Linked DNA regions of Mus musculus: region 2 is linked to region 1. A link is a contact called in public HiChIP or PLAC-seq data. All regions are on one chromosome and are shown on one strand. The core of a region is the stretch at or near the end of the contact, and the rest is flanking DNA. Distances in the headings are between cores, read along the strand shown. Region 1 overlaps Prr5l (proline rich 5 like). Region 2 has its middle 17 kb from the start of Fjx1.

The links. HiChIP or PLAC-seq counts read pairs in DNA pulled down with a chosen protein or histone mark.
Region 2: a contact with region 1 is called in an H3K27ac HiChIP or PLAC-seq map of regulatory T cell precursor, with 4 times the contacts expected there. The contact joins two enhancer-like sites. A contact is called at or near these places in 3 of 115 datasets of contacts at active chromatin or transcription factors (embryonic basal ganglia, embryonic midbrain and regulatory T cell precursor).

The regions. Positions count from the first base shown.
Region 1 is chr2:101,754,835-101,758,552 of GRCm38.p6, reverse strand. Prr5l (proline rich 5 like) reads left to right here. Exons shown (of 9, transcript NM_175181.5): 4 at 1-43. Among named protein-coding and RNA genes, the nearest start is that of Prr5l, 41 kb to the left of the region's middle. Within about 2 kb of position 1,977, at least 88 of the 459 cell types and tissues checked have an H3K27ac peak or open chromatin away from gene starts, as enhancers often do. A contact at or near this core is called in regulatory T cell precursor, where this site is marked.
Region 2 is chr2:102,433,216-102,436,933 of GRCm38.p6, reverse strand. No RefSeq gene overlaps it. Among named protein-coding and RNA genes, the nearest start is that of Fjx1, 17 kb to the left of the region's middle. Within about 2 kb of position 2,108, at least 18 of the 459 cell types and tissues checked have an H3K27ac peak or open chromatin away from gene starts, as enhancers often do. A contact at or near this core is called in regulatory T cell precursor, where this site is marked.

The DNA of each region.
Region 1 (3,718 bases), core at 728-3,227:
GCTGAAGAGTGAACTTGGATCATTCATTACTGACTATTTCCAGGTAAGCTTGGAAGGTCCCAGCGCCCATTATTCTACATTGCAGTTCACATACCCACAGGGAGGGGTATCCATACTCAGTGACTGCTCCCTCAGTGCCCACCCACAGTTACATGGGCTGAAGGAGCTGCTGCACCCACTTGGTCCCTGATGTGAGTGGAGATCAGTCAGATCCCTTGCAGTCTCAGGCGTTTGAGTCTCGGGACTCATTTATACTGTTAGAGACTGTTGCTCCTTTGGGGTCCATCTGTCTGTCCTTATCATAAGAGAAATTGTGCCTCAGAAGCTCTAAAATATGTCTTTAACTTACAGAAAAACACTTTTTCTTTTTTTGAGAGAAAAAAAAAGTTTCCAGAATAAACCATAATAAGCAGGCACATGGCCTGCTTTCTAGAAGGCTCTTTTCTCCTCCCTGCTGCTTACTCTGGATTGTGTATTCCACATCACACAGTCCCTGGAGAGCTGCACTGTCCAGCTCTGGGACACAGGCAGGAAAAGGCAGAATCCACTTGATATTCCTGAAGACATAGCTTTCCACCAGAGGACAGTGACTTCCACCACTGCCCTAAATCCCGCCTGTCCTATGTGTGGTGTCTAGTTGGGTTATGTGCCCTTTGAACAGTTTATTTCTTGTCACTAGGCCTCCTGGTCTGTTCTGTTGACAGCAGGATTGGTATGATAGGCAGACTTCCCTCCTGCCTATGCATTGTTGTGGGGCTAAGAAATCCAAAGTCCCAGGTGTGTGTGTGTGGGGGGGGGGGGGGTGTCTGTCTGTCTGCTCCCCTGTGTGTGTGTGTGTGTGTGTGTGTGTGTGTGTGTGTGTGCCTGCAAAGGACAGTTTCTAAGTCATAGACATAAGCTGCTTCGTTACCTCTGAGCAGGGGGGATTTGGGTGTTGATGGTGAGTAGCCGGCTATGTGACCCTCCCTCCCATGACGTCAGCTCCCGGTTCTCACTCATTTGCTAGGTGGGTCTGGGCAAGCTGCTTTATTTCTGTCTGGCTCAGTTTTCTTGTTTGTAAGATGAGGACAAAAATATAGTTTACCCTATTATGTGGTTTACATGAAATAACAGCGGTGGAGAACTCAATGCTAGTTGTAGCATGTAACATAACATAGCATGAAACATGGCAACATAACATGGTGGTCATGATCATGGACCTTGCTACAGGCTACCCAGGTTCAGGAACCAGCACGGCCATTTACTGAGTGTGTTGCTGGGAGCAAGTTGCCATTTCTGTCTCTTTCAGTTTCCTCTTCTACAAAACCAGGACCTAACCTTTAGGACCTACCCATATAGGGTTACTGTAGGGACTAAATACATTTTTATTTACAAAGCCTTACGGGCTAGCACAATAAGAGAGTAAGTGTTTGTTAAATTTATCCTGGTTCTTATTTCTTATGCTGAGGCACAACCCCATCCATTCGAATGGGAAAGGAAGGTTAAAAACACATAGGCTTTTGGTGGTAGTTTGTTTTGTGTTATTTTGTGTCCAAGTAGAGCTCAATTTTAAAACTGTTTGGAGAGATTTTTGCAGTTAGAAAGTGGGACATCATTTTGTTTATTGACTCAGTATCAGGAAGTGATCAACTCTTATGTCCACTATTAAAGGATGACAGATGTCAGTCAGCTAAACGCAAGCTCATATTCACGTGTGTATGTGCAGGTGTGTGCACTCTTGCATATACATGCATAGTCTGAGAGAGAGAGAGAGAGAGAGAGAGAGAGAGAGAGAGAGAGAGAGGGAGAGGGAGAGGGAGAGGGAGAGGGAGAGGGAGAGGGAGAGGGAGAGAGAAAGAGAGAGAGAGACAGTAACCCTAAATCTAGTTAGATCAAGACCCAGTGGAAACCTGAAATTCAGTCAGGTTACCCGGCTAGGGGGAGGAAGGGAGGGATGAAGTCTCAGAATGTGATAGTGAGTCCTAACTGTGAGTCATCTTATTTGCCCTTCACTCAAAGGCCAGCCTCTACCTTACTCTGCTCCCCTGTGGTCTCTATTGATTGGTTTGAAGGCAGGCTACTGAAAATAGTTTTGTTTTGTTTTGTTTTTTTTCTTCTTCTTCATAAGTCCTGAAGAAAGGAGCCTGCCGGGCTAGGCTGCCTTCTGCCTTGACATTTGAAAGAGATGGGGTCCCTGTGGTTTCAGTCAAGTTTTAAATGCCAGCTGTTGTTTGGCCTTGGGGGTTACCCCTAGGCCGGTAGGAAGGGTGTGTCTGGTGGGGACTTGTGCACATGGGAAGCCCTGAGGTTTTGGGAGGTGGCTAATACTGCTTACAAAGATGCCAGAGACTTCAAAACTAACAACCACATGCCATTTCCTACCAGGAACCTAACCGGAGAAGGTGCTTGGTGAACCCCACGTCTTTTTCTCAGCGTGTGGTGTGGGGAATGCTTTTTCAGAACTTTGAATGCGGGGGTTTTTCTTATTTAGGGTGCTAAACTGGAAAAAGACTCGTCTAGACACACTTATAATGCAGTTGTTTTTAAGTTGTGGGTGTTTGTTTCCAGCCCCACCCCTCCCCCCAATGTTTCTAAGCATTTACTTTCCTTCCATTTACCTCTGTCAACGGTTTAGAGTTGTCAACAATACATATCAGAAGTGACATTTAGGAACCTAAATGTGGCAGTGAATATCATCAGAGGTGGGCTTAGAAAATGTTTGCTTTATCCCTTATTGTCATGCCAGAGAAAGTCTATGCCATCTTCTCCAGGACTTGGCAGCCTCCTTAGTTAAGGAAAAGGGAGCTAACCTTGAACTTGGCAGTTTTAGCTAGGGATAGGTGACTGTCAGTATTTGTTTGCTGTTAGTTAATTTCTGAGCGAGTTTTCCACTTGTGGTAAGGGGTGCTGCTACCGGTTTCTTTTAGCACGCAGTGACAATTTTGACAAACAGCTTAAAGAAAAAAAAATGTTCATAAAGGATAACAATGCAGGTGTTCCTGCCTGTGGCCACCGTGGTGAAGGTAGTTCAGGAGACATTCAAGTGGGAAGACTGGGGCTGGGTACCGCTGAGGTTTTCAAATCTGCACAAGAAATCTCCACACAGCAAGGAGTCCCTGGGATCTGGGAAGCTTCACAACAGTTCAGGGGCAAAGCCCCAAGAGGCTCAAACAAAGGATCTGGAGCAAAGCAGGGGGGGGGGTGGCGGGCGGGAGGGCGAGCCTTCAGGAGCCGAGCCCTAGGACAATCAGGAAAGTCCCTCAACCCCCGGTTGTTTCAGAAGAATGTAAACAAGCTCCCTCAATGTGAGGTCTGCACGATGCCCCCCCCCCCCCACCTCAGCGTGAGGTCTGCACGACCTTCCCCCCCAACCTGCTTTTGAAAGTTGGCTTTGCCCTTTTGTGGGACCCTCCTCTCCCGGTGAGAGCTTGGCACTTGCAGAGTCATAGCCAGAGCTCTTCCTGTCTGGGTCTCTACCTTAGAGCAAGTGAGCATTTTTATTTTACAATTTTAAAGAAAGAACATCCACAGTGAAGAATAATGAAAATGACCTGGGGTGAGGGCAGAGACAGCAGGTAAAAAAAAATTCGGCTTATCTCTGCTCTGCACACAGAGAAGACAGCCTGTTTGGGCTGCAGGAACCTGAATAGATTTCTGAGAGACAGTGGCCAGAAAAATTTCTGACATTTCCAGTTTTGACTCTCCCCCCCCCCCCCCCCGTCTGTTTTGAATTGTGCCT
Region 2 (3,718 bases), core at 859-3,358, 680 kb before region 1:
AGAAGCAACAAGATTGTCATATTTTGAGTCCAGCCTGGGCTACATAAGATGACCTTGATGATGATGATGGTGGTGGTGGTGGTGGTGGTGGTGATGGTAGTGGTGGTGGTAGTGGTGGTGATAGCTAGCTAGCTAGATGGATGGATGGATAGATAGATAGATAGATAGATAGATAGATAGATAGATAGATAGATAGATAGAGTAAACATTGGTAGAAGTGATAAAGTGGTAGTTGTATACACCTAAAATTCCAGTACTCAAGAAGCTGAGACAGGAGAATTATGAGTTCAAAGCCAGTCTGAGCTACATATTGAGACTTTATTGAATGAATGAATGAATGAATGTTTCCATAATAGTGGATATTTTATCTAATACATTTGTTTTTTGTCACTGTAGTTACAGAGCCAAGAAAGGAAGATCCCCCTCTCCCCATATGCTTAATGGTTTGTTGGGCTTTGACCTGTCCCCCACTTCCTCTCACTTCTTGGGGGAGCTATGGAAAAGCAGGTATGGTGGCTTAGTGGACTCTCTTGTATCCAGGGGTGTGTTGGTGAATGTTCAGCAACTAGCATTGCAAAGGGCAAGGTGAGAGCACTGGACTGGTACCATTTGCCAGTGTCCATGGTGCAAGCACTCCCATGTGTGTAACACCATTGTGAGGTCTCCTGAATGCAAACCCAGGACACAAACACAATCAGCTCTGAGCTGAGCCATTGTGCTCTGGCTGGGATCCTGCACTACCTCTCTACCTCTACCTACAGCAGGTGTACAGGGAAGGTGGAGTAGTAAAAATGTCTGGTCTTGCTTACATAGTTTGCATCCTGCCAAGTACCCCACTAGGAAGACCTAAGTGGCAGATACAAGATTTATCCCTATTTTATAGTTTAGAAAACTGAAGGAGGAAGAAAATAAGAAACTGTTCATAGATTAAAACGTGGAAGTTGGAGTGCTATAATTTGAATCCTGGTAATTGACTCCAGAGGTGACTCACTTAATCATGACACTGTGCTGATGGGCAGAATCAGATTAGAAAAGGCTTCTGGCTTCCAGCATGTGGGAGGTAGAATCAGACTCAAACACCTTGACAGAAATGACACTGCCAGTTGTTCTCAGGAAAATTCAACACAGATGTGTTCTAATTGAGTGTGCATTTTACATTCTGTACATACACTCTGATTATTTATATCTATCTCACCTGATATTTTAACAAATGAAAGTAGCATAAAACAGTAGTATCTAATAATTATAGAGTGTATACTGTGTATCATACATTAATATTTAAATATGGTGGGGGGTGTCTCACTTTGTAGATCCAAATGACTTCATGCCCCCAAACTCCTGATCCTCCTGCCTCAGACTCCAAGTGTTAAATTTACAAGTGTATACCAGCTGAATAAGATTCCATTGTGTCTACATGCCAGATTTTCTGTATCTACCCATCCATCGGTGGATCTCTACACTGGCTCCACATCTTGGCTATTTTGAATAATATATCCATCACTGTGGTATACAAATCTAGATAAGGGCACATGGAAAACAGTCACAACAAGATTAAGTAATTTGCTTCCCTATTCCATACTTTATTAGTATAGAGACAAACTCCAGCCCATTTGCTGCCAAACCCTGGGATCTCTACATCACCCTCAGTGACGACTGCCTTTAAATAGGCCTCCCATTACTGCAGCCAAAAGTGATTTTCCTAGAAAGCTCTGCCTGAGCATCTTGAAGATGGTTTTGCCAAGTGACCACTGAACAGCTGCCATTGCACAGGTCCAAGGACTCTTTGCTAACTTTCTCCCATTGGCTTGGGGGGTCTCCTGGGTTAGCACTTTTCTCTGAACAGCCTGTCTCTGTTAAGATCAGCAACAGGTTCAAAGTAACCTCAGAAGAATGAGTTCAGTGTCTGAAGAGTTGTTCTTTCTGATCTTCAACATCCCTCTGAAGACCAAGCTGAACAGGAAGCCCAATCATCCGTGTGTAGGAGTCCCCTTGTCTGGAAGGCAAAAGCCAACTTTTGCTGGCACACACACACATACATAGGTGACCCAACTTGACTGCCTTGACAGGTGTGATATGGATGAGGTGTTCTTGTTATTGGCGATAATGAGACTTTTCAGTGTCTGTCAGTATGGAACAATTGATGTCATCAAGTGACTGGCAGCTCCTGGCTAAGTTGCTGTTCAGAGGCAGGGCTGTTGAAACATCAAACACTTTGAAGGAGTTGCTGAGGCTGGATCCAGAAGGGTTAACAGACTCCAGTGTGCCTGCCTTAGCTCTTCCATCAGAGAAAGGAGGAGGTGGGCTGGGGGTGGGATAAGTGTCACAGTCAGACACATATCTATAGCAAAACAGTTTTAAACCATAATGCTGCCTGTTCTGGGATTATTTTCTCCTGCTCTGGCAATCTGTCACCTGTAACTAGGAGGAGAGGAGAGGAGAGGAGAGGAGAGGTAGGCGTCAGAGAGCCCAAATGAGTGAGTAACATACTCCTGGTTTTGTGGTGCTGCCTTCTAGGTCCTTGACCTAATTAGACAGAGCAGTCTAGCAAGAATGCCTGAGAATCCCCACAGGGTGCATTTCAATATCACTTCTAGTCCAAATAGAGTATACAAAAGGAACCTGGACTCATAAAGATTAAACAAAATGTCAAAACATAGAATTGCTATAATAATCTGCAATCTCACATCTAGATATGAATCCAAAAAGATTGCGTATGAGCCAGAACTTGAGCAGATGTTTGTACACTGGTTCCATAGCAGTGCTATTCATAACTGCCAAAGGGTGGAAGCATCCAAAGAGCCCACAGTAGAAGAAAGAAGAGCATGATATGACATGTCTGCACCACACAGGATACCATTCAGCCTAAGGGCAGGATGGCTCATGCTTAGGCAGCATGTGGCACATGTTACAGCATGTGCAAACAGTGGAGGCATCCAAGCATAAGATGACAGATAAAAGCAAGGTGTGGTGCCACATCACTATGATCCTAGCACTTGGATAGATAATGGAGTAAAATGGAGAGTCCATTATTAGCCTGGGTTACCTAGTGAGTTCCAGGCTAACCAGGGCTACAAAGGGATAAGCTGTCTCAAAAGAACAGAACATAAAAACACAAATCTAGGTTGAGAGTCCTTTGTGTGAAATTCTGTAACCAGCATGCTTTATTTTTGATTTGAGAAAAATATTTTTAGATGAATAGATTATTGATTTATAAGTAGTTTGATGATAGATAGATAGATAGATAGATAGATAGATAGATAGATAGATATTGGGGATGAAACTTAGTATATAAAACTGAAATTCATTTCTGTTTCCTATACACATAGTATAGAGATAGCTTTATACAATTATTTTCATAATTTTGAGCATAAAATGAAGTTTCTTGGTGTAAAACTTTCCATTTGTGGCATCACGATGGTACTCAGAAAGTTTCAGTCTTTAAAACAGTTTAGATGCTAGATTTTTTTGGATTAAAGATGTTCAGCCCATATTCCATCCTCCCATTTATAGGAGATAAGTAGATTAGTTGGGCTTACAGAGACAAAAAGTATAAAATTGGTGGTGACCAGGGAAAGGAGAGATATCACTTGATGGTCACAGGGTTGCCATTTGGGATATTGATAAAGTTTTGAAGACAGCCACCACTGCTGATTATACAACAGTGTGTATGTACATAAGGCCATTGCACTCAATATACTTCCCAAGTGTATATTTTACA